4 separate regions of the Mus musculus genome follow, and regions 1, 3 and 4 are each linked to region 2. Evidence: chromatin contacts called from public Hi-C and promoter capture Hi-C data. All regions are on one chromosome and are shown on one strand. Each heading gives the region's core, a stretch centred on a gene start, on an enhancer-like site or on the middle of the called end of the contact. The rest is flanking DNA. Distances are from core to core; before and after follow the strand shown. Region 1 holds the start of Arhgap17 (Rho GTPase activating protein 17). Region 2 holds the start of Bub3 (BUB3 mitotic checkpoint protein). Region 3 holds the start of Mapk1ip1 (mitogen-activated protein kinase 1 interacting protein 1). Region 4 holds the start of Bnip3 (BCL2/adenovirus E1B interacting protein 3).

Region 1 (6,880 bases), core at 999-3,498, 8.2 Mb after region 2:
GTTCCCTGGCTTCTGTCCTGTTTAAGTTCTTTATGGTGGTAGACGCCACTTTCCACCTACTAGCTCTTCCTTCTACCCGGCAAGTCTGAGCAACACTCCATAAGGATCAGCTCCACACTCACGTCTTAAAACTTTGACTTGTCCATGTTGTGACCGAATTGACATTAAAATCCACGCCATCCACTTGGTAAGCTAGCGCATGACTGGTACAGGAACTGAATGAAGTCTGTACAGTGTTCCCTGATAGGATGACAACATCTGTTCTGCATTGTTCTTTTACTGCTTTCTGTAGCCCAGGCTGACCTGGAATTTGTGATCCTTCTGTGTCAGCCTCCTGAGTAGCTGGGTTTTCAGGCCTATGTCGCCACTGTCTAGTTTCATGGTAGCATCTGAATGTAGTGACTCAATGGCTGACTCAGGTTTGGCAAATGGTCTTGAAGTCCTGTCTGTCTTGCTTTAATAAATCTTGTTGGACGGGGTGCCACAAGCCTGTAATTCTAGCATTTGGCCGGTGGAGGCAGGAGGATCAGTAATTTAAGGCCATTCTCAGCTATGAGACTCCTCAAAAACAAAACAAAACAAAACAAAACAAAAACCCAAACCAAAACAAAGCCTTATTTCAACACTTCCTGTTGTAATTAATGTTGGTGACTTGCAGTTTGCTGCCTGACTTGAGGGTCCACACTTGTGTTGTAATCGCTACAGATTTTTAATTTTCTTGTTCTTTGAGCTCAAGATGCATCCTGCATTAGTTATTTTGCTCTCTGTTTTAAGAAAATGCAGGACAAGAAGCAATGTGAGGGAGGAAGGATTTAAACCAGCTTCCAGTTCTAGGAAGGGATGTTTACCATGATGGGGAAGGCACTGCAATAGACAGTTTTTTGAGGCAGCTCGCAGGAAGACCACACTGCCTCCACGTTCAGAAAGCAGAAGGAGACGAAAGCTCCTAACTCAGCTAGTTTTCTGCGGTCTGGGGCCACAGATGATGGAATGCTGTGGCCCACATTTAGAGTGGATCTTCCCACGTCAATTAACCTGATGTAGAAACTTCTTCACAGACACACACAGAGATTTGTTTCCAAGGTGATTCTAGATTCTGTCACGTTGACACTTTAAACCATCGCACAGCCTGTAAAGGATGCCTTAGCCCACGGGGCACAGGGAATGTTGTGTGGAGCCAAGGCTGCCAAGTCAGGAGGACATGGCTGCGGGTCATAAAACTAACTTGGCTCAGTTGGACGAAAGGGCTCAGCAATGCGAAATGATCCCACCAAGTTCCCCAGCCTGTTACTGTAGGGCTGGGAATCAGAACCTCGCGGTCATTTATGGCAGCGGGGACTCAGAGGCCCATCAGTGCAGGGGCCTAGGGAAGGCCAGTCTCCTTTGGCTGGGGAGTCTGGGGGTCCTCATCTGATTGACCCTACTCTTTTGGCCTTTCCCATGGACCAGTTCAAGTACTGAGGGCGCGGAGCTGGTTCACCCTATAGATCTGCTTCAGCTCACTCCTGCTAGGTTAGGATAAACCCTGGTCTGACCCGCCGCTATAGGTTAGGTCCACTCGCTCAGCTTAACCTCAGCTCGTTTCAGTTCGCCTTCACTTGACCGGGCATCACTCGTCTAGGACTACTATTCCGCTCGGCTTGGCCGGACTCTTCTCCCCCCAAACCCCTTCCCGGGCTGGCCTGACTCCGGGTCCGACTGGACAAGACCCCATCCCTGTGTTCCGCCTTGCCGGACCGGACCAGGATCTGCGAGGCTCACTTGCGTTCTAGTTGTCACCACTAGAGTAGGTAGCTAAGTTTGGCTCTGCTCGGCCCATCCTGCCCAGCTCTAATTCAGAACCGCTGTGTCCAGGTGCCGGGCTGGGGTAGTCTCCGCTCTTCTTAGCAGAGCCACTCTCGTCCGTCTCCGATTGGCTCAACTCCATTCCTCTCCGCTCACCGATTGGTTCGGCTCCACTCAAGTTCGCCCAGCTCTGCTCCGTCCAGCTACGCCTGACTTCTCCGGTTTCGGCCGGACCAAGCTCGGCTCCACCTATCTAGTTTCGACCCTGTTCGGCTCGGCTCTACCCACCTCGGCGCGGCCTCATTGGTCCCCGCCCTGAACCACTTAACTCCGCCCATGTTGGGTCCGTCCGCACCTGTTCCACCTCTCTGGTTTCGGCCTCTTTCGGCTAGGCTCGGCCCAACTCGTGGTAGGGGCGGGCGGCGACGCTGGAAGTGACGCGGCGAGGGGCGGGGCCGAATTGTAGCCTCCGTCACCGCCTCCGGGGCCGGGAAGCGATGTAGGTAGGACCCGCCAGACGGTCCCCAGTTCTCCTCCGCCCGCCTGCCGCGCCGCCACCGCCGCCGCCGCCATGAAGAAGCAATTCAACCGCATGAAGCAGCTGGCCAATCAGACTGTCGGCAGGCGAGTGCGCGGGTCGCGCCGGCGGGGGGCGCGCGGGGGGCGGGCCGGTCCTGCGCGCGAGGAGCCGGGGAGCGGGGAGAGCCGGGCGCGGCCCGGCCTTGGGCCCCGCGGGGCGGGGGTCTGCGCCTAGCTACGGCTTGGGCGCTGCCCATTGTCCTGGCCGGAGGAGCATCGTCCTCGGGAGACTCACGAGGGTCTTTACTCCTCCCTGTCCCCGCCAGCCGGAGCTCGCCGCCTGGTGCGAAAACTCCGTAAACTTGTGTGCCTCTCGCAGTGCCAGGCGCGCAGCTTTGGGGCCGGTGTTCTCAGGCTCTCCCCGCTGATCCGCTGTTGCAGCCTTCCTCCTAGAAGAGCTTGCTGGTCACTGGGAACCTAAGGGGTGTTAGGCTACTGTGGCTTGCCCAGTTAAGTTCAGCCCCCCTCCCCTCTGTGAAGGAATCGAGAACTGCAGTCTCAAAATCCAGGCTTTTGGGAGTTTGCTGTGAGTTCTTGAGGTCTAGAGGTTTGGAAAGCGAAAAGGATGCCTTTTCTCATCTCACCTTGGATGTGGTATTTTCTGACACTGAGTGAGTGCTTGACAAGAAACTGATTTTTTTTTTTTTTAATGAAAGAATACAGGAGGGACAGTAGATGAGTAGGCTGTAGAACAGGAACGATTTGCGGTTTTTAGAGCTTTCAGGAGGCTGTTGTCATGTGCTGTGCTATCTGGAACAAATATTTCAAGGTCTTGCAGGGCGGATAGCTTTGCCGAACCAATTTGCTGGTTATTCTGCACGAAGATAGATGGGTTTTTCACAGCTCTTGCTGTTACCCTCCTCCCTTAGCAGTTAAGGACAGTTTGGTTTGGTTGAAGCACGTGAGACACTTCTTTTTTTATGTGTACGAAAATACTTTTACTTCCTCTTGGGTTTTCTAAATTTGCTTTTTACAATGTTTCATTTCCCCCAACCTTTTGCTAAGTTTTGTTATTGAATTTCTAAAAAGAAAAATAGAAGGGAAGAAAAATCCCTCCATCATGTAATCTTGGTATCCTCTATCCAGACTCAGTCCCTGCCCCTTAAACCCACACATGCCTAGTTTTTTGTTGCGTGTAGAGTTAGAGAAAGACTAGGGTCAAGGCGAGTAATCCTAATGGCATGAACAAGAAATATGATGAGAAGTGATAATTTTCTTGTGAGTCTTGTACTCCTTGCAGATATGCATGGCAGAATCAAAACTTAGTGGCTGCCACAATGCCTTTGTTAGATTTGTTATTGATTAGGTTTCGTCCTGTGTGGGACAAGGGAAAGTTGCTGGTTTTATGCAAAGTCTTGAGAGCTTTCTGCCTTGAAAGCTGGTTAGGGTTTTGTGGGCCCCTGCTTCTCCTTAGTCTCTCTTCCTAGTTTTACATTCTGGCCAGACTTGCCCACTTTCAGTTCCCACAGGAGGCCTATGTTTCTTATATGTTAACCTCTTCCTGGAATTCCCATAAGCCTCTCTTACCACACCTGGCCGATAGATAACCTTTCATGCTCTTCACTTCTCTCAGTCTCCATGTCCTTAGAAGATCCTTGATGTCTTGGATGGGCACCGTCTTGAGGCCATGCGCTACCTGCTTTCTATCTTCAAACGTCCTCTTTACCTGCTCGTGTTGGCTATTTGAGCACCGGGAGAGTCTTTCCTATGAGTCTTGGATTCCCAGGGTCTGTGTGTGACTCCCATCCCAGGACAGATGACCTGTCAAAATTGTCAATTCTGGGACTCCAGCTTGTCCTGCATTGCCTGGTGCTGCGGAATTAAGTTTGGGAAAATATGAACAGGATGGAGTGGTAGTGATTCATACTGGGACAGTAATTCTGGCCCTGACCTTTGACTCTGTTTGAAAGTCTTTATTGCTGGATGCCAGGGGAAGCTGCAGCTATTACAGAGCTGTAAGGGTGTGGTAGCCATGAGACTAAAGTCAGAACATCTGTTTTTACTGGGTTGAAAATCTGTTGCTCTCTTGTCGTTGATTTCCTAGATAACTCCCCCCCCCCCCCCCGTGTGTATGTGTGTGTGCGCGCGCACACGAGCTCAAGTTTTCCCTATTTAAGTAACCCTAAGGGGGTAGGAAGAAAAATGGAGGCTAGAACTGAGAATTATTATTCAGTGAGCCAGATGGTTGGTACACTCCCATCAGAAGCAGATCGTGGGTGTCTTTGGGCAAAGAAGAATGCTTTTCTAGCACAGATTTCTCCCAGCTGTGATCTGGATAGAGGAGGAGTTTATCTGTGTAATCGACTACAGTTATCAGTTTGTGGAGTTCTAGGTGCTATCTTGCCGTGAGGAATTTCGCTAGGATGGAATGCTCGTGAGTAATTCCCCCGAGAAGTTTCATGGGCCTGGCATGGTTGAGGATTAGTAATGCCTAGAAAGGATGAGCTAACATGATGCACTTTGTGTGCAGAGGGTGGATGGATGAGTCTGTGGGCAAGGCTTATGGGGTGGTCTCACAGTGTGGGCAATGTAGTGGGGTGGATGTTTTTGTCACCTGCTCTTTGTTGAGTCTCATATTCAGTGAGCACTGAGTGAGGCTACACTGTACACCACTGTGCGATATTAAAGAATCAAAGACCAAGAATACAAACGAGATCTCTGCCCTGGAGCTTCCCAGTAGATACATGGAGGAGATGGGCAAACCCCAAGTCATTATACACATAAAATAAGCACTTGCAGAAGGATGGCAGTGCACGGAGGAGAGCCTGCCTGCCACTGCACGGAGACGCTCAGAACAGCTGCTCTTGGGAGGTGTGAGCAGGGCCTGTGCTCTCTTGCCCTCTCCAACTTCTTTCAGACTTGCTGATACCAATTAGGTCTCTTCTGGTGAAGAAAAAAAACATAATTCAAGGTACCCGAGCAGAAAAGAATTCGTTGGCCTGTGAGCAGGAGTCTAGGCATAGGACGGCTTTTGTTTGAGACAATCTCACTGTATGGCCCAGAATTCCCAGTCCTCCTGCCCCAGCCTTCCCAGTGCTGGATCTGAGGGCATTCTGGATGGTTCACTCTTTAGACAAACCGTGTTCACAGATTTCCATTATCCTCAGCGCAAGTCTCAGAGGAAAAGAATACTGTGTGACTGTGGCCAAAGTCCCCGGATTGGCTCTTGTTTCTGGGTCACATGCCTTTCATGGGAAATGAAATGGACTCAACCCCACCCAAATAGAGAGTGGAGGAGTGCTGGTTCCCTACGGTAAACTGGGGCACTATTACCAGCAGAAGGAGAATGGGCAGACACCGATCAGTTAAGCAAGAAAAGCCCTGCTGAGCTTTTGCAGTCTGGTTGTGGAAAAGGAGAAGCATTCTCTCACTCTTGGCTTCAGATAATCTAGAGAGGGCAGATGGTGCAGCAGGGAGTCAGGGGTGATGGTGGGCAAGTGTTGTCTGGATAGAGGAGACTGGACAGGAGGATAAGGAGTGTGAAGTTAGGAGCTGCTGTGGGTCAGGAGTACATCCCTGGCAGAGAGTCTGCCCTGAGAGTCTCAGGAGTTGTTCTGAGTGCTTTCATTTGGCAAGTCAAGGTCCAGGGAAGGACCACAGAGAACCTGAAGGGCCATGTTCTAATAATGGGTCCCAACCTCTGGAGTGCCTAAAATGTAAATTTAAGGGAACATTAGCTGATATTTAACTCAAGCAAGCACAGCAGTATTACAACATTACACTACTCAAAAATTTTTGAGGCTAGATGTGGTCTGTGGCTGTGTTGGCAACTGCTTATCTGAGAGGACCTGCAAGTTTCCACTTCCTGATTCCTTCTTTACCTGACCCCATGGTGCCATTGGTTCTCTGGCTCTGTGGAGAGCTCATTCTCACTGCTGAGATCTTTCATAGGGACACAGTAATCATCTCGCCTTTCTACAGCGGCGTGTCTTACCAAGGGCTGTGCCTCAGCACCTGGCCTGGTTCTCACCCACAGTGACTACCATTTATATTTTATGAAGAAGGACAAATGATTTGCCAGGCTGGCACATCTACTCGGTGACCCACACAGGACATGGTGTGGGCCTTCCGCCTCTGCAGCCCATATATTTCTAACCACAGAACTCTTCACCAGGAAAGGTGGCGTGTTTATGAACAAATGTCTTGAACATCTTCCGTGATCATTAAGCTGATGCACTTCTCATAAGGAACTCACAGCATTCTCCGGGCAGCTCTGGGGTGGTGTTGTTTATTCCTAATTGAACAATAAGGAAGCCAGAGATCAGAGAGGTCACAGAGCTGGAACATGACAGAGTTGTGGATCCAAACCAGGTTCTGACCTCAAAGCAGACATGCATGGTATTTGATTCATTTTTAGTGCTGCCTCCATCAAATCTTGGGAGCTGTGAGTTGGGTGTTACTGTAATAGCGGGCTTGCTACCTGAGGCTGTGTTTCCTCAGGGGACCCTAGGCGGTATCTAGATGCCTTTCTTAGGACAGATGCTCTATCACAGAGCCACATTCCAGCCTTCTTGAT
Region 2 (6,802 bases), core at 3,463-5,962:
TGAAATATGAAATGATTGCATATGTAAATATGAATACTTTATGTTTATTTAGAAGGTCAACGTCTTCCAAAAAGGCAAAGAAAAAAGAAAATTAATTTAAGATATATGAAGTACTAAACTTAAAAAATAAACCAGAAAAAGATCAATTTATAGTGACACGACTGCATCCAGAATTTTACCTTAAATCTTTACTGTACAGGTGACACACAAGCTTCTAAAACTGCTTTCTATCCGCACTGATCATAAATCAAGGGAAACCACTGTCATACTACTGACTGGGTATATACATTTATCAAAGAAAGTATTAAAAAAAGTGACATAATGAACTTCGCTGAACCAGTAAGCAGCTTGCTTCAGTGTGGCTGTCCATTATATGATAGTCTGTCAGCAATTTATCACAGTTCTTAACATGCTACATACAACCATAAATCAAAACTAGAAACAATGCAATTATTTTATTCTGAACAAAGGTCTTGCCAGGAGTAGAGTCGACTGTGACGGGACAAAAAAAAGAATGGCTCTTTGGATTCACTGCTGTGTGTAACGACGGCTGGCAGGGCCCACCAGTGTATTTACACTAGGGAATGGACTCAAGTGAAGAATACTTGAAACTGCTAAAACAATCCATCTTTTAAATTAACTACTACCCAATAAAAGTCTGGGGAAGACACAGCCTAATTGTGTTTATGAACAGACTGAGAAGTGAGAATACACCCAAATCGGTTTTAAAAGCTCCAATCACAGGAGGCAGATTCCGTTTTCTCCAGGGACAAGACCCCTGGGAGGTTATCCAATCCTGAGTGGTCAGCCACAAACACATGTATAAACAACAACACCAAATTGTGTGTGTTCACATGTGTGCACGGTGTATAAAACAATCCTATGGGAGAGGCCAGGCACCTGAGTGAGCAGAGGAAGTCAGAAGGGGACGATGTAAATAAAACGTACTCACGCATGAAATTCTTAAAAATATATATATATAAAAAACCACACAGGCATCATAGACATAAATGGTTTTATAATTCAAAGGTAGAGGCTGTCAAGCTGGGCTGACAAAAGGTAAGACCCAACTATGGTGTTGTCTGTGGGAAAGGAAATTTAGATTCAAAGGTGTTTAAAAACTCCATTTACTACAAGCCTTCAAACTACATCTGTCAGCATTTAAATACACACACAGCAGTAACAGTCAGAGAACACAGCTCTCTCTCTAAAGCTGAAATGATTCCCTTTTCATTCTCAACTGTCAATTCAAATGGAGCCTCAAGTCACATCTGAAAATGAGTCATGTTCCACCCCATCTTCTGGTTTGGGGTGTCAGACCAAACTTAAGACAGTAAGCCTCTGTTAATGGCTTCTATGAAAAGGTAGTGAGTTACCTCTCAGAGCCGAAGCACTAACAATGGACTGAAGAGGAATTCGAGCTCTTGCTCTCCGGCCCAAGTTTAATAACTGACAGAAAAAGATGACCAAAATGTAAAAGTTAACTCCCTTCGCATTAAAGCATTTCTATACAGTTAGGTTTCTCAAACACATTGCCAATTCTTAACAACAGCACACTCTCCAACCACCACACCCCTGGTGCAGATAAAACCCTACCTTTTCCGGCTGGGAGAAAGTCCCAGCATTACACGGAGTTCTGGGGTCCCACAGTTTAACTGTCTGATCCCAACTTCCAGTTACCATCACGTTCACTTCTGGACAGTATTCAACACATCTGATAGGGGCATCGTGAGTTCCAACAAGATTTTCTATTGCAAAGAAAAGATAAAAACAACACAGCTAGCTTTACTCTCTCATAGGATACCTCAAGTGAACCCATGGGGCTGTCAGCTGAAATGAATTCATCTCGGTCACTCCACAGAGATGTCTGCATGCAGAGCAATCGCTCCACGACTACAACGTTAGCCAGTCCTCTCTAAGTGACCTCACACTGCCCAGGTTTGGTCATTCACTAGCAGGAAACCAGCACAGTGAACTGTGTGAGGATGGTGGATGGCTAACTTGATCCTAGATTTTGTAAGAAAACTGATTAACACTGTACCTTTGGTTGTATCTAGTGCATGCTTGGTACACTGTAGGTGCTCCAGAAATACTTGGCGAGTGAGCTAAGAGTGGAGATCTCTGGCTTCCTGCACCCTGACCGCACTTGTCTTCCCATTAAGTCAAAGCTAGTATGAAATGGTTACAGGATTTGAAGGCTGAGGGGAGTCTTTCAATTAACTCACTTGCTTCTCATGGTAGGGTCCAATTTCTGCTACATAATTTCCTTCCTGTCAATTTCAACTTTCACAGTATCTCATTTGTTCATTCAGTAAACATCTACTAAATATCTACTGTGTGCCAAAGCCCATGTGACAGACAAAAAAAAAGGAAGAGGACCAGGACCAGGATCAGGAATGTAGCTCAGGCAGAGTGCTCTCCTCGCATGTGCATATTAAACACACAAAGTCACTTTTGGACAGAGGCCTCTTCCAATGAAAAATCATTCCTTTTCTCCTGGAAACAGAGTCTTAGTAGTCTAGGCTGGCCTCAAACTATCTATATAGCCGAGGCTGGCCTTGAATTTCTTATCCGCCCGCCTCCCCTTCCCAAGTGCTGGGATTCCAGGAGCAGCATCACACCTGGCTCAGATGTGCTTCTCAGTCCACTCGGATTGCTCAAGCTGGCCTCTAGGTAGCCACATGTCTACACCCCCACCATCGCTTTCCAGTATACCTACATCCAATACAGGGCAGGCAAACAAAGCTCAGAGCGCTTTGCACGTCTTGGGTTCCATTCCAAATCCTGCCACAGTGAAATCATAAACCTCTTAAGAAATGTTTTTACACAGCCAACTGAAATACATTCTCCTGCTAAGAACGCAAAGGCATCACTAAGATAAATATGACGGGGCTACCGTGCTCCATTTTTAAAATGTACTTTTTTTTTTAGCCTGTGAAAAGACCAACCTAAAATATCAAACTGTCCAAAGAAATCCTGACAAACCGGACCCTGAGTCCAGTCCGCTGCTTAAGACTTCTAATAGTGACAGTCAAATGCTTAAATGATGCTTCCACTAGACACTTAAGACAGTGCTCAGGGGCTGGAGAGATGGCTCAGCAGTTAAGAGCACTGGCTGTTTGCTCTTCCAGAGGTCCTGAGTTCAATTCCCAGCAACCACATGGTGGCTCACAACCATCTATCTGTAATGAGATCCAATGCTCTCTTGTTATGTGTCTGAAGATAGCTATAGTGTACTCTTATAAATTAAATAAATAAATCTTAAAAAAAAAAAAAAAAAAGACAGTGCTCAGAAGGGGCTTTACTGCAAAATTCAGGTTCCATTTGTGGTAACTTAATCCAATTTTAAAAGTCTATTATCAAAGCCGTGTTCCGCCTTCACATAAGTACTGAAAACACCTACTCTTCTTAAATAAGCATTTCTACACAAATACACTAGTAAAGAAAAACTGGTAAAATGTAGCTATATTAATACCTTGATCAGTGTTCAAATCGTGCATTTTCAGTTGATGATCTAATCCACCACTCCAGGCATGCGTTGGATCCTACAAAGCAAAATTTGGGTTTGATTTTTTTTCTTTCTTACTTTTTTTTTTTTTTTTTTGGAAGACACTATGTAGCCCTGGTTGGCCTCAAAACTCAAGAGCTCTTCCTGCCTCTGCCTCTGGGATTAAAGTTGTGGCCACCACATCCTCCCACCCCACTCTTACATTTGGAGCCAATTCAAAGTTACAAAGCTTTAGCAAGCATTTTCAACATTGCTATTTCTACAGCCAAGTGTTATGTCCAGTGTGACAGAAACTAAGAAGCAAACAAAAATGCAAGTTAGTGATCTCCACAAGGAAGCAAATACAAGGTGGACACCAGGAGTTAAGGCTAAATTAGACAACATTCATTACTTTTCAAAGGATAGCTAAAAATCAGTCTTGCTGCTAACTTCAATTATCTATGTCCAGAAAGTTTACTCAAGTCTGAATTTACAAATGGAGATTGAAATTGCCACGAGAGAAGAAATAAGAACACAAACCATTGTAGTAGGCTTGATGCCAGGCTAAAGGGAAGAATTCCCGAGTAGTTATGAACTATCAGAATTCTCGAACCGTGTATGAGATGCTACTGGCAAGGCCTAGGACATCTCAGTATTAAGGGGACAGGAGCAGAAACTGAATCCACCTACGTAGAAGGCGCAGTCCAGGACAGCACCAGTGTGCTGGTACTTGAGCCTCATGGAATTGGCGGGCACATCGTAGAGGCGCACAGACGTATCCCAGGAGGAGACCAGGAGGAACTGGGATGTGTTGGGGCTGAACTTAACCGAGGAGATGCCATCCTCGGGTGGCTGGTTCAGCTTGAATTCGTTCGAACCGGTCATCTGTAGAACAAAACGCTAAGTCTGAGTTCCTAACCGGAGCAACAGAGGCCGGCCACGGCCTGCGCCTGCGCGAGTCCCCCTTGATCCAGGCCGGCCGCCATCCCGCTTCCGCCGAGCTCCACCCGGCCTGGCCTCCTTCCTTGCCCGCAGATCCCCATATAAAACACAATGGACCTCGACCGGATCCCTCTGTGCATCGATGCGCCGGCCACGGGCCACAGATCCCGCTCCGCCCGCCCTCGCCCGAACCTCTACCTCCTGTCCGCCTAAGCAACGTTTCTGCACCGGCCACTACCGATCCGCTTCCCTCCGAGCACTCGCAGGCAAAGCGGAGAAGGCGGAGAGGAAGCTCCGGAGCAGGCCTATCATTGGCTGATTTTGAACGCCAACGGCTCGATCTCGGCAGCTGATTGGTCTGATTTACTGCTTGCCTCATTTTCCGCAGTCATCCTGTTCCGGCTCAAAGGGAAGCCGCGTTTCCCCCCCCCCCCCCGTTCACCGGGTCTCTTAGTACCTCCACGCCGAGGTTACATCTCTGGAGCTGCGGAGGGAAAACTACAACTCCCAAGTATGCTCAGGTCATGAAGGCGTTCACGCCCGCCCACAATTGTATGCTGCATGCTGGGAGTTGTAGTCTCCCTGGAGCTGCTTGCCTGAACATCCACAGACTAGAAGGCAGAAAAGAGATTTTATCTAGCTCTTGTGACATCCTTCTCCTCTATCTCTCAGACACAGAATTTCATTTTGGTTGATAACTACTATAGATATAAATTAATATTTTCTTTCTAGCCGTGCACATACCCCTGGACTTAATCCAGACTAGTCATACTGAAGAATAATTTCTAGTCAAAGGTACTATTTGCTTTTATTTTGCTGGGTTATCAATTTGTGAACTAGAGACTCATTTCCCTTGAGTTCTAGTGATCTCATTTTTATCGTTTCATCTCTCCACAGTTTTCAAGCACCTGAATGTCAGGCCTCTTAAGCAGCTCTGGGAATACACACTCAGTCAAACTACTCCTTGCTTTAGAAGAGTACCACACCCATAAGGGTGAACAGAGCAGGACACAAATATTTCCAATCTTTAACGATCAGCCAGAATCTCTTAGGAATGTTCATCATAGGACCTAGCATTGTGACTGTCCTCCCTCTCCCACCTTCCTCTGCATTATCATGGAAGTTGCAGGCTCAGTTTGCTGCACTTTCTGTTTCTAGAATCCTCTAAAAAATATGAGAATCAAAAGGTTGTTTTGGTTCTGTGAGAGAAAAGCAGTACTTAACAAACAACATAGTAGCATACTGACATGCAAAATGTTACTGAGTTTCTAATTAATCCTTGGATACAACTTCTTTTTCTCTGTCCCATCTTTTTGAGACAATCCCTTTTATTTTGAAATTGTTGCATGAAGTAGGAAGTTGTCTCTAGTTTTAAACTACTTAACTTTCAAGGTACATTTTTAAAAAAAAAGAAAAGAAAAGAAAAGAAAAATGATCTTGCCGGGCAGTGGTGGCGCAGCCAGCACTTGGGATGCAGAGGCAGGTGGATTTCTGAGTTCGAGGCCAGCCTGGTCTACAGAGTGAGTTCCAGGACAGCCAGGGCTACACAGAGAAACCCTGTCTAAAAAAATAAAAGTAAAGAAAGAAAGAAAGAAAGAAAGAAAGATCTTATGTGTGCACAGACTCTGAACTAAATGCACTTAAGATTCCTGACAATAACACACACACACACACACACACACACACACCAGTCTTTTGTCCTGATGATGGTTATTATGGCTAAAATATTCTGGTTGTCTTCCCTCTCCAAATAGTTCTAGTATGTGGTTCTTTCTCTCTCTTCTCTTTCAACAAATCAATGGCCAAGTTCAATTTTTTTTAATGCATTGAGTTGTTTTGCATTCTAAGTTTAGCCAAATAATTTTACCTCTTGACTTATTTGGTTCTCTTTCCCAGTTGTTTATTTAATTCTATTACTGTTTCCAGATTCTGAGCATAAATTACCTGCTAATAAAATCTAAGCATATTTCATTATCCCATGTGTGTATGATTCAGGCCCCTCTGGCCGCACACTTGCAGCCCAACTCTATTTGAGTTTTAAGAAACGTCAATCTTGTAAATCAAGTTTAGAGCCTGAAAAGAGATGGACTATTTTGCTGATTATTCAAATGAATTGCTAGACTTGAGATAGGAAATCTGGCCACAAGCAGAGTCTTGACCATTTTACAACACAAATGTAAAGTAAGTATGTGTGTGTGTGTGTGTGTGTGTGTGTGTGTGTGATATTCAGTTACCTGTTGCAGTGGTGAGTCGCCTGCCACAGCTAATGTCTGGGTGAGTAAAGAGAGTCAGATATATACCACATGACAACTGCGGGAAATGGCATTCCCTAAAATATTATGGGCAAACTCAAGTCGTTAATGCCGACAGTGA
Region 3 (6,104 bases), core at 2,751-5,250, 7.3 Mb before region 2:
TCCCTGTGAGCTCAGTTTGCTCCCATTTTCAGGTATGCAGGACTCATTTACCACACAATGAAACCATGACTTTCAGCCAAAGAGCTGACCTGACTCAGAGCAAAATCTAATTCTTATATACATAAAAATAATGCAGCAAACTGTCTACAGTTCACTACTGTATGGGGGTGGGGGTGGGGGTTATTAGATTAAAAACACGAAACTCAAACAGAGCCATCCTGCTCCGCCTGGCCAGCCTATCTCCACCCTGCCCTCTGTCCCCTAGACTCTCTGAGTACTGCTTGCTAGGTCAAAAGACCTCAGACTTAATGTCTAGGGCACATCTGACTGCTTATGCCCAGGACTGCAGAAAGACAAAACAGGGGCAGGGCTTCATGGAATTTTGCAGAGCTGAACATAAAGCCTCACAAGCTACAAGTTTCAACACATACATTTTGCCATACCTTAAGACCTCAAATCCAAACATCAGCACACGAAATAAACCCCTTGAAATGCCACCTCCTAATTATCTCTCCCCAACATTCCTTCTTCAAGCTTGAGTTTGGATAAGATTGGGTCGTGACTCTTGTTGGTACAAGTCCTAGCTGCCAATGACTGCCTTTGCCCTTTTCAACCATCACTGATAAATCCAACAATATCAAAGCTCTGTCTAGCTGACAAAAAGATGGATTAAGAAGTAACAGAAAGCGGTGAACGCATACAATTAAAAAGAAAAATACAGGTAATCGCATGATATTATACACACACACATACATACAAAAGACTTGCAAATTAAAATTTTAATAATATTATACACACACATACATACAAAAGACTTGCAAATTAAAATTTTAAATGCACTGAAAGTTTTACTTAAAAAAGGTTTAAAAAAACCACAAAAAGAGCCGGTGCGGTGGTGGCGCACGCCTTTAATCCTAGCACTTGGGAGGTGGGAGGCAGAGGTAGGGGGATTTCTGAGTTCCAGGACAGCCTGGTCTACAGAGTGAGTTCCAGGACAGCCAGGACTACACAGAGAAACCCTGTCTCGAAAAACCAAACCCCCCCCCCCCCCAAAAAAAAACAACCCACAAAAAGCTTGGGCAGTGGTGGCACATGCCTTTAATCCCAGCACTCAGGAAGGCAGAGGCAGGCAGGATCTCTGAGTTCAAGGCCAGCCTGGTCTACAGAGCCAGGGCTACACAGAGAAACCCTATCTTGAAACAAAACAAAACAAAAACAGGTAAAACAAAACAATACAATAACAACAACAACAAAAAAAAACCCACAAAAAGTTCTAATCAGTTTAACACAAGCAACAAAATACTTCTGTTGTGGTTTTTAAGGGAAAGAATGGTATTTTCCAAAGTATAAAGTCGGTTTAAATTCATTTAACTGATCAATAAAAACCAAACCAAACCACATAGAAACTCAAAATTAAGGCAGCCTAATCTTCCTACACTGCTATCACAAGTAGGATGAATCACAGGAATAAGGCTGACCTGTCACCTACCTGGCACAAGAAAAATGAAACACAGTAATACATTTTATGCCAATACAGAAGAAACAAAATCAATAAACTATGCCACATAAAAGTCACCTGACTTCAATCTGAAACCATTCACCTCTGCAACTTTTGGAGAGCAGTTTCACAGGCCAAGATGACCTGTTCCGGTCTTGTCCCTGGGACCACAGGCCTCCAGATGTTCTCAATGGTCATGAGTCAAGCCAGACACTTCCAGAAGAGACAGGGTGGAGGAGCAAACAAGAAGCAGGACAGGACATCTGAGGAGCGCCTGCTAGTGAGGAGTGTGGGTGGAGTGAACAGACGTCTTTAAAAGAAAGTGAAAGCCCATGGTTTATTAGACACTGAACGAGTTGCTTTGAGTCTAATATAAAATGCTAATGTCAAATCTCTAAGAATAAATCCCACAGTCTTCACGCTCTCCTACTTCCCTGTCTACCTACAATGATGGCACATTTAAACTGTGATCAGGGGAAAGAAGGCAGCAGACTGAAGCTTTGAGGATAAGGAACAGTTTTATGGAAAGCTGGGCTTTGATTGCAATGCTTGCCAATAATTTCAGAATTTGGGAAGTAGAAGCAGCAGGATCAAGAATTCAAGGCCAAAGTTGGGCACAGCAGTTTATGCCTTTAACCCCGGAGGTCAGCCTGGTGCACAAAACCAGGGCTGTTCTACAGAAAAATCCTGTCTCAGAAACAAACAGTTCAATGCCAGCCTCAGCTATATAGGGAGTTTGAGGCCAATCTGAGGTACATGAAATTCTGTTTCAAAAAACAAAAATAAACTGTAAGTGGGTGGATGAGACTGCTTAGCAGGTAAAGCCATTCGCTGTCAAGCCTGATGGCCATCCCTGGGACTCACGTGGTAAAAAGAACCAACTCTGCTAAGTTGTCCTCTAACCTCCACACGTGCAGGAGCACGAACAGGCAGGCCTATGCTCACCACACACACACACACACACACACACACACACACACACACACACACACACACAGTGTGTGTTTGAAATCCCAGGACTTGGCTGGATGGGACAACATCAAAAAACAAAGTCTGGAGAAGTGACTTTAAAGAGCAGTGTGGGAAGAGAAAACACTACTCAGTTAAAAAAAGAAAACCGCCACTACTGTAGCGCTTCAGGAGACCCCATGACAAATAAGTTCCTCTTGCTCAACAACAAGAGGTGGAGATCCAGGGCTGACCGACGTCTACCTGGCCAGAGATTGGACTGGACAGACTAGCACACCTACGACCACAAACAGGGTATCCAGAGCACTCGGTGCTCCATCCCGTCCTGAGTCCAGTCCAGCATGGGCCCCCGGAGACTGATAACCCTGCATGGTTCTCCTTCCACCTTATACGGGTGCCAGGGAGATAGATGAAAGACCCTTTATATTGCATGGGCTCCCACATTAGTGTCTGGGACCTGATTTACCCCACAGGGCCTCAAGATCAACTGCCATGCCCCCCTATCTCTCTCCTTTCACAAAAATGGACCTCACCTCACCCCGTGGTACCAACTCCTAGCGGAATCCCGGGGTCGCTGCCTAGTGTCTACAGTCCTTTTTCTTCACTCCGTACAGACGCTAGTGAGACATGCATTTAAGATCGTTATACACCCCAGACTCCAAAGACCTGTGGCCGCATCTTCCTTACATGGCTCGATACCTCTGCCCCGGCCTTACCTTCTTACAGACCCTCGAGGCCGGCGTCCACGGTCGTCTCCCCATAGCCTCCCGAGGCTGGCCTCCATGGCCATCTGTGCCCACCGACCCCTGAGGCCGGCGTCATGGCCATCATCCCCATAGCCTCCCAAGGCTAGCGTCCACCGCCGTCTCCCCAACAGATCCCCGAAGCGGGACTCAGCCGCAGTCTCTCCCCAGCCCCGCGTCCGCAGCCGTCTCCCTACGGACACCCCTCCCTCTCTTCAGCCGCTGGCCGGCCGAGGGTCTCCCGGGACAACGCCGGTCAGGCGGGCAAAGGCGGCCGCGTCCGGACCGGCGGCTGAGCGAGCATGACCTTGCGGGGCTCGGGGGTTGGGGTGGGGTGTCGGTCGGGCCTCACCTTCCGCCACGTCCTCGTCGACAGCGCCCTTCACCTGCGAGAAGCACCACTGGAAGTCGTTGCCGCCCGCCGGGCAGCCGCCGCCTCCAGCTCCTGCAACAGAGCGCGCCGTCAGGCCGGCCCCGCCCCGCCCCACCACCGTCCAGTCCGCCCGCCCGCCCCGCTCGCTCGCTCGCGCACGGCCCTCACCTGCCATGGCGCGGGCGGGACGCGCCCAGCCGAGCGCGGCCGACCGAGGCGCTCCGAGCGCTCAGCCCCGGCCGCCACCGCCGCCGCCGCTGCCGCCACCGTCGCCGCCGCCGGGGAGGGAATTTTTTCCCCTTTTCAAAATGGCGCCCAATGCCCGTCGCCCCGCCGGATGACGTCATCCCCCTCCGCCTCCTCCGACGGTCAGTGCCGCGGGGGCTGCCGGGGGCGCACCGTGCGCCGACTGCGTCTGCGCGAGCTGTCTTGAGGTTGGACCTACGTAGCCGCTGCGGTCCAAGGAGAGGAGTGTCTTGGACTAGTCCGCTGGCAGATAGAGGCGGCCTTCTCGAGTCGTGTCAAGGCTAGGACGCGACGCCCTCTACGTTCTTAAGGCCTCAGACTTTCTTCTGCGGCCGGCTGGACTGGATGCTCGAAGGCCTGGGCCTTTCCTACAGCTGAGCCAACGGGAACGCGGAACCTCCGTGGATCTGCCAATAGAGAGCGCTCGGCCGTGGGCAGGCGGGGCCTCTGATCCCCGGAGCACCTGGAACCCAGCACCTGCGTGCGTAATTTTGCCCATCATCCAGGCTCTCTTGCCCCCAGAATCTTTGATCGTAGCTTCTGAGCACTGATCTCATCAGAGTGCTACTTCAGGGATTCTTTGAGCTCTCAGTATAGCCCCTAGGGAACCGTTCTCGACATTTGCTTTATTTGTGGGTGTGTTTTTCTAGCATGAAGAGGAATTATTTGTTCGTGGGCTTGACTTATCCGAAATCACTATGAAGTTGGCAGTGAGCGTACTGCACCACTAGAGGGCAGTTGTTCCAAACCAGAGCATTCTCCACTTCAAAAATGTTTTGCCTTTTAGCAAGTGCTTTTTCTATTCTCAGTCTTGGCTGGGATGCTGCTTGTGTAGAGGTGATGTGTCTGTCCTGGTGGAGTTTACTCTTCAGCGGAGAAGAGACAATAAGAAAAACCTGGGGAAAGTTAAGTGGACTAGAGTTAAATACAACACAGAAGCAGGGGAAGGAGATTGGAGCAGTTGGTATCTTTAGGAGAGCAATTAGAGGAGATAAGAAAGAATCTCAGGCTGACGTCTTGGGCGGCTGCTAGAAATGAGAACAGCTAGTGCACAGGCTGGGCCACCCTGACCTTTTCTTTCCGATGTTTTATTTTTAATTCAATTGCACACACACACTTTGATTAGGGTCTTGCCATGTAACATGAGGCTGGTCTCTAAATTGAAATACGTCTGGTTCCACCTCGTTGGCGCTGGGTTTACAAGCACGGAGCACACCTAAGCTTGCTAATGTGTTTAAAGGGCAGCAAGAAGCTGTGGGGAGAACAGAAGTGGCCAAGGAAGGCTAGTCATAGCAGTGGAGGCAAGGTGGTCCGGGACAGAGCAGGAAGCTGTTTTCAGGGGGTGAACTCTGATGAGAGGGCTGGCTATGGCCAAGAGCTGGAGAAAGTCATGAAGAAATAGGGCCTTCCATCAGTAGCAGCACTCAGGGTTGTTTCTGAAAGAACTGTCTCTGAGTTAAGTAGGAGGATAAAATGAGCTGCATGTGTCTGGGTGTATGAGAGTAATGGAGAAGAATAAGAGACATGGAGTAGTGAGGATATAGGAATGTCACCCAGATGACACTCCAGAGCATCAGGAGAGTTAAGAGCATATGTATAGTTCTGGGAGGACGTTTTGGGAGGAGCCTGAGGACGGAATTCCAAGCCTGGGAAGAAGCATTCTGAGACTGCTTGCAGAACTGGGGTTTAACTTAAGTTTATCCAGACTCCATGTAGGCATGGGTATCTCAAGTAATGCCAAGTGATCTCGATATTCCTATCTGCCTAATTGTAGCTGCATGTTTAAGTTATGTAGCTAGACAGCACTGTCACATGTGTGTCTGTGTGTACTGGGGTGCTTCTTAATGAAGAATGACAGACCGAATGGACAGAACTGTAAGTAGCTGCCTTAATAATTAGTGGCAGGCAGTATATTTGGCTTACACTTCCACATTATAGTCCATCACTGAAGGACATCATGGCAGGATCCTGGAAGCAGGAGCTGATGCAGGTCATGGAAGTGTGCTGCTTACTGGCTGGCTCCTCATGGCTTGCTCATCCTGCTTTCTTACAGATCCCAGAACCACCGGGACAGAGGTGGCTCCACCCATAATAGGCTGGACTCCTCCCCATCAATTACCAATTAAGAAAATAACAGGTTTGCCCTCAGGTAGATCTGAGGGAGGCATTTTCTCCATTGAGGTACCCTCCTCTCAGATGACCCCACCCTGTCAAGTTGACATGAAATGAGCCAGCATAGGCCAAATTTAACTTTTTAAAATATATGCACATCTAT
Region 4 (6,071 bases), core at 2,817-5,316, 7.3 Mb before region 2:
CAGAACTCAGCCCTGGCCTGTCTCTGCCTCCCAAGGGCTGGGATTAAAGGTGTGTGCCACCACTGCCTGGCTTTTTTTTCCCCCTCCAATGTTAGAGATTGAACCCAGATCCTGACACATGCAAGGGAAGAAATCTATACTGAACTCTGAACTACATCTTTAGTTTTTTTTGTTTTTTTTTTTTTTAAGTCTCATGTAACTTGGACTTGATCTTGAACAGTGGATTGTCCTGCCTTTCACATCATGCTTCAATTACATGTGTGGGCCACAAAACTTAGTCTTTTTTTTTTTTTTTTTTTTTAATCCAGGGCTTCCTGCATGAGAGCCAAGCCATCTACATTCTGAGTATCCCAACCCCCCTTTTACTTTTTGACACAAAGTCTCACTAACTTCTGTATTCTGTCCTATACTTGAATCTACTGCATGGCTCAGGTAGTCAAAATGGCCCATCAGGTAAAAGCACCTGTCAGTAGTGACTCACACTGAGAAAGGAGAGAACCAACTCCTTTAAGTCACCCTCTGATATCAATCAATGAGCATGACATGAACATTTCTGCACATGTGTAAATAGATAAATACATTTTAATGAACTGATGATCCTGCCCTGACCTCTAGAGTATTAGGATTATAGGTGGAGTTGCCACATCCAGTTAATTATTTTTTTAAATATTTTTCTTTTTTTTAGATTTTATTTATTTATTTATGTATATGAGTACTTAGACACACCATAAGAGGGCATCAGATCCCATTACAGATGGTTGTGAGCCACCATGTGGTTGCTGGGAACTGAACTCAGGACCTCAGGACCTCTGGAAGAAGTCAGCGTTCTTAACTGCTGAGCCATCTCTCCAGCCCCAGTTAATTATTATTTTTTTAAAGAATAAATTACTAGCAGGGTGGTGGCACATACATTTAATCCCAGCACTCAGGAGGCAGAGGCAGGGAGATCTGAGTTTGAGGTCAGTCTGCAGAGAGAGAGAGAGAGAGAGAGAGAGAGAGAGAGAGAGAGAGAGAGAGAGAGAGAGAGAGAGAGAGAGAGAGAAGCCACGGTTACAGAGGAACTCTGTTTCAAAAACTACCCAAAACAAAAGAATAAATTATTAGCACAATGTGAACCATGCTTTTAATCCAGAACTAGAAAGCCAGAGAGAGGCAGGCATATCTCTGAGTTCAAGTCTACATAGTGAGTTCTAGGACAGCCAGGGCTATACAGTAAGATCCTATCTCAATCAATCACAACATTTTCTGAATTTATTTTAAACATTCTATTAATGTTTGTATGTGCATGTCCTTGGTACAAGAGAAGGCCAGAGGACAGCTATTGGGAGCCCGTTCTCTCCTTCCTTCCACCATGGGGACTGCATTTGGGTTGTCAGACTTGGTGACAAGCACCTTTACCTGCTGAGGCCCCTGTTCTACTTATGTAAGTTACTTATGGAAACAGGGTTTCATGTAGTCCAGGCTGGCCTCAAAGTCACTATGTGGGTAAATCTCAGCCTAGAACTGATCCTTCTGGCTCTACATCCCAAGTGTGCCTGGCTAGAAGTTGTTGGTAGATGCACCAGGCTTCTGAGCCACACTACTGGCATTATTTGCTTAGTCATGAATGGAGTGCCTCTGAGGTACTGCAGCCGTTGAGGGACAGATTCACTGAGACTCTCCATGGGGTTGAGAGTAAGTTGGGAAAGTCACTCAGGTACCTTAGATTTTTCCCAGACTGCTTTCCATAGACCAGGCTGGCCTCGAACTCAGAAATTTGCCTGCCTCTGCTGCCTCCCAAGTGCTGGGATTAAAGATGCGTGCCACCACCTCCCACTTTTCTCCCCCCCTTTGAACGGGCTTTCACCTTGTAACTCAGCTGGCCTGGAACTCACCATGTGGACCAGCTGGGCCTCTAATTCACAGAGATCCACCTGCCTCTGCCTCCCAGAGGGCTAGGATTAAAGGCGTGGTGCTCCACTACAAACAACTGACTCCTTTGCCTGTTTTTTATTGAATGGTCTAAAGAGGTGGACAACCTTTTCTCCTTAAAAATACATATGTCTACAGCACTCAGGGGGCAGACGCAGGCTGATTTTCTGAGAGCTCGATGCCAGCCTGGCTTACATGGTGAGTTCCATGAGACCTAGAGAGACCCTGTAATAAATAAATAGCCTCATATACACACACATACACACACACATACATACATACATAGAAAATAAAAAAGGGCCGGGCAGTGGTGGTGCACGCTTTTAATCCCAGCATTTGGGAGGCAGAGGCAGATTTCTGAGTTCGAGGCCAGCGTGGTCTACAGAGTGAGTTCCAGGACAGCCAGGGCTGCACAGAGAAACTCTGTCTTGAAAAACCATTAAAAAAAAAAAAAAGAAAAAAAAAGAAAGAAAAAAAAAGAAAAAAAAAGGATAAACATAAATTTCTACTTATAACATCCCTAACCCCTTCAAATCCACATTTTCGTTTTTCCTTTTCTTAGTAGACTGGTGTAGAGAATTCCCAGACCCTTCTCTTTCCCTTTGTCATTCAGGCACACATATCTATGCAAGCTGGGGATTGAACCCTTGGATTTGCTGGACACGGAGGCTATCACCAAGCAGGACCACAGCTGTTTCTTGCTGGACACAGAGTCTGTCACCAAGCAGGACCACAGCTGTTTTTTTCTTGCTAGGTGTGGTAGTATGTCTGTAATCCCAGCACCTGGGGGGTTGAGACAAAGGTTTGGTGTCTGTAGCAGAGAATCTGTTTATTGTTCTGAAGGCCCTAGGCTAGAGCTCCGAGCACTGTAAGAAAGCAAGCTTTCAGTTAAGAGTGGTGGAACCACTGGGAAGCTGGGGCAGGAAAAAAAGTTTAAGACCAGAGTAGGTTACAAAGCGAATCTGTCTAAAAAAAGACATCAGATTCAGTCTGGTGACATGGCTCAGCTGCAGTGAACTTGCATGTGCAAGGCCCTCGTATAACCTTAGCACTCCAAACAAAACAAACGGAAATCAAGGCTGCATAGCTATAATCCCAGCTCTCAGGAGGCGAAAGCAGTAGGATCGGAAATTCAAGGTTAGCTTTTGCTACACAGCCAATTCAAAGCCAGCCTCGGTTATGACATTGTCTGGGAAAAAACAAAACACCAAATGAAGCTGCTTCTAGTGACCTGACCCACTGCTACTAAGATAGCTTCTTTTGAGGTTCACAAGCCCCTTCTCTATCCCAGAACTGTATCAAGAGGGAATTCCAACCTCCAAGTACAGAGAAGCTACTGGGTAGGTTACAGGGAGGATGCAGAATCCTCAAAACTGGCCCTCCAAAGGTCTCTCCAACCGTTCCTGTCCAAAAATGCCGTCCTTTCTCGCATGCAGCATACCACAGCACTACCCAACTCGCCATTGATGCTGCAGTAGAATACTGGCAAATTTTTTGTTTTGCTTTGTTGTAAACAGCTTCATACAGTGCAGCCCAGCCTGGCCACGAACCAGGGCTGGGACTAGAGTTATACATAAGCACTCCCGGACTGCATTTTTCTTAAAGATGCAACCTAAAAAACTATCTGTAAGCGTGCATAGAGACAGCGAGACCATGTGTGCTCCCATTGCTGGCGCTCGCAGGTTCCGGAGGAGATTGGGGAACTATGGGTCAACCGCGAGCAGGAGGGGCAAACTCAGCACCCAAGGCCAGACGCCCAAAAACCTGGCCGCACGTCCTCATGCCACGCCTATCTCGGAGCCCGCCCACGTCTGCCCACCTCCAGCCTGGCTTCAAGACCCGCCTCTTGGCCTCTGCAATGCGCGCACCTCGGAGTCCCAAGGCTCAGACCTCGAGCCCCGCCCCCAGACTCTTCCCTACCCGCCTAGGTCCCAGTTACTCCAGCCTCAGGCACAGCCCCCGGTCCACTTCTGCATTAGACCTTAAAAACAGCCGCCCTCCCGCGCACTCCTGCCTCAGGCCCCGCCCATGCCGGCGCACGCGCCGCACGTGCCACACGCTCCCCCGCGTTCCTCCCCCACCTGCAGGCCCCGCCCCCCAGCCAATGGGCTCCGCCGCCGCGTGCGTCCCGCCCCGCCCCGCCCCTTGTCCCTCAGTCCAGTGTCGCCTGGCCTCAGAACTGAGCGGCGCAGGCTGCCCCTGCTACCTCTCGGTGACCGCCTCCCAGGCCTGTCGCAGTTGGGTTCGGGCTCCTTTGCCGAGCCACCATGTCGCAGAGCGGGGAGGAGAACCTGCAGGGTGAGGCAGTGGGCCGAGAGGGGCCGCGGAGGCGGTAGGGTCGCGGGCTGGGGTGCGGTGAGTGGAGGCCGCGATGCAGTTCGGTGCAGCCGGGGCTGGGTGGTGAGCCTCGGGGCATCTTACAGACAGTACCTTCACAGGCAGGCCGGGTCTTTCTTTCCTGCTCTGTTCTTCACACTGTCATAGTTCTGTATTTTCAGACTCTGTAGGTCAGGGGAGCCTCGAACTCTGCGATCCTCCTTCCTCAGCTTCCCGAGTAGCTCAGATTTCAGGCCCTTGGCGTCCCCTTGTTCAGAGTTGCTTAAGTGAGTTAGAGGTTGCAGTTGAATTTTCAGTGCTTTGATTGAAGTCATTAATATTTATGACTGTAGTGCCTTTCACTTTTCCTACTTGGTACTGGGGACAGAACCAGATCTGAACGTGCTGGGTAAGTGCTCATTTCCCGAGCAACACTACCAGTTTTCATTTTATTGCTTTAAGACATACTGGTCTTGAACTTGTGATCCTCCTGGTTCAGCCTCTAGAGTAGCTGGAATTTGGAATTAACAGGCTTTGCCGCTGTGTCCCCTCTCCCCCAATCTTTACCCCTGGCTTGCTTTGTTGCCACTTCCTGATGGAAGAGGAGGATACAGGGTTTCAGACCTCTGTCAGGTTTTAGAGTTAAGAGGTGGGATAGCCGCACAGTGGTGGCACAAACCTTTTATCCCAGCAATCAGGAGGCAGAGGCAGGGGGATTTCTGTAAATTCGAGGCCAACCTGGTCTACAGAGTGAATTTCAGGACAGCCAAGTCTACAAAGAGAAAAACAGAGAGGGGGTATGGCTGGAGGTAGTGTGGAAGAGAGCTACAACAGCTCAAAAGGAGGGTAAAGTGCTTATAATTTAGTTCAGTAGGCTCACTGCAAGCAGTGAAGTAGATTGTAGGTTAAAATGGAAGTGAGGCTGGGTGTGGTGACACACCTAAAATCCCATCATGGGGTGGGTGAAGTTGAGTCTTGACAAATTCCAGGTTAGCCTGGACTACACAGTCGTACCAGGCTAGTTCGGGGCTCTGTAGCCAGACCCTGTCTCACAAATAACAGAAAGGCTCTCCCAGCATCAGCCTTTACAGACTGTTAGCACTGCGCAGACAGCTGCTAGTTTTGCAAGGCCAGCCTGGGTGCTATGTGCCATTGTCCATTTCTGAGAGCTACCTGGTGGGCCTGAGTTGAGTCTGAGTTGAGTCTCAGGCCCTGAGACTGGAGGAGGATCCTGTTGACCTTTGTACTCTCTGAAGCAAGAGTTCACCAGGTAAAACGCATGTCAGTAAACGTGAGAGAGAGGCTTTCCAAACCTTTAAAATGAATGCTTTAGTGTCAACTCCCCTCCCCCCCCCCAGGCAGGGTCTCACTCTCAGTGAACTCCCAGAGATCTGCCTGCCTCCACCTCCCTAGTGCTGGGATTAAAGGTGTGGGCCACAGTACCCACTTTAGTGTGAAGACGTGGTTTCTCTGTATAGCTCTGGCTGTCCTAGAACTTGTGTAGACTATGCTGTCCAGAGATTCTGTGTCCTGGAGTACTGGAATAGGGTAACTCAGAGCAGTGTTGTGTTAAAAGAGTTTTTAAAAAGCTTGCATTCAGAGACACTGAGTTAGCTGAATTTATTACCCTAAACGAGATTTTAGTAGGCAGAATTTAATCAGCCTAACACATTACAGAATCTGTATTTTCAAACTACAGCCACATTAAAAAAAAAATCTCGTAATTCAGGTTTTATTCCCTAATGTCAAACGTCAAACAGTTGGAATTTTTTGATTGAGAAGTTTTTTTGTCTTTTCTCTTAAGAGATCAAGTGATGTTTTGTGTAAAGTCACTTTCGTAGCTA

Evidence for each region. Promoter capture Hi-C pulls out the DNA fragments that hold promoters and counts their contacts. Hi-C and Micro-C count contacts between places; a contact is called where the count stands out from the background.
Region 1: a Hi-C map of regulatory T cells shows a contact between it and region 2, with 10 times the contacts expected there. The contact joins the promoter of Arhgap17 here to the promoter of Bub3 in region 2. A contact is called at or near these places in 2 of 484 Hi-C or Micro-C datasets (B cells and regulatory T cells).
Region 3: a Hi-C map of CD8 T cells shows a contact between it and region 2, with 5 times the contacts expected there. The contact joins the promoter of Mapk1ip1 here to the promoter of Bub3 in region 2. A contact is called at or near these places in 1 of 39 promoter capture datasets (pre-B cells) and 3 of 484 Hi-C or Micro-C datasets (CD4 T cells and CD8 T cells).
Region 4: a contact with region 2 is called in a promoter capture Hi-C map of liver, with 7 times the contacts expected there. The contact joins the promoter of Bnip3 here to the promoter of Bub3 in region 2. A contact is called at or near these places in 1 of 39 promoter capture datasets (liver) and 1 of 484 Hi-C or Micro-C datasets (CD4 T cells).

The regions. Positions count from the first base shown.
Region 1 is chr7:123,365,283-123,372,162 of GRCm38.p6, reverse strand. Arhgap17 (Rho GTPase activating protein 17) reads left to right here and starts at 2,248. Exons shown (of 20, transcript NM_144529.2): 1 at 2,248-2,409. The coding sequence starts at 2,357.
Region 2 is chr7:131,558,280-131,565,081 of GRCm38.p6, reverse strand. It overlaps Bub3 (BUB3 mitotic checkpoint protein), which reads right to left and starts at 4,712. Exons shown (of 8, transcript NM_009774.4): 1 at 4,628-4,712; 2 at 4,178-4,372; 3 at 3,476-3,545; 4 at 1,597-1,748. The coding sequence starts at 4,372.
Region 3 is chr7:138,844,163-138,850,266 of GRCm38.p6, reverse strand. It overlaps Mapk1ip1 (mitogen-activated protein kinase 1 interacting protein 1), which reads left to right and starts at 4,000. Exons shown (of 2, transcript NM_001045483.1): 1 at 4,000-4,310. It overlaps Ppp2r2d (protein phosphatase 2, regulatory subunit B, delta), which reads right to left and starts at 3,881. Exons shown (of 9, transcript NM_026391.2): 1 at 3,752-3,881; 2 at 3,563-3,655. The coding sequence starts at 3,758.
Region 4 is chr7:138,907,501-138,913,571 of GRCm38.p6, reverse strand. It overlaps Bnip3 (BCL2/adenovirus E1B interacting protein 3), which reads left to right and starts at 4,066. Exons shown (of 6, transcript NM_009760.4): 1 at 4,066-4,209. The coding sequence starts at 4,179.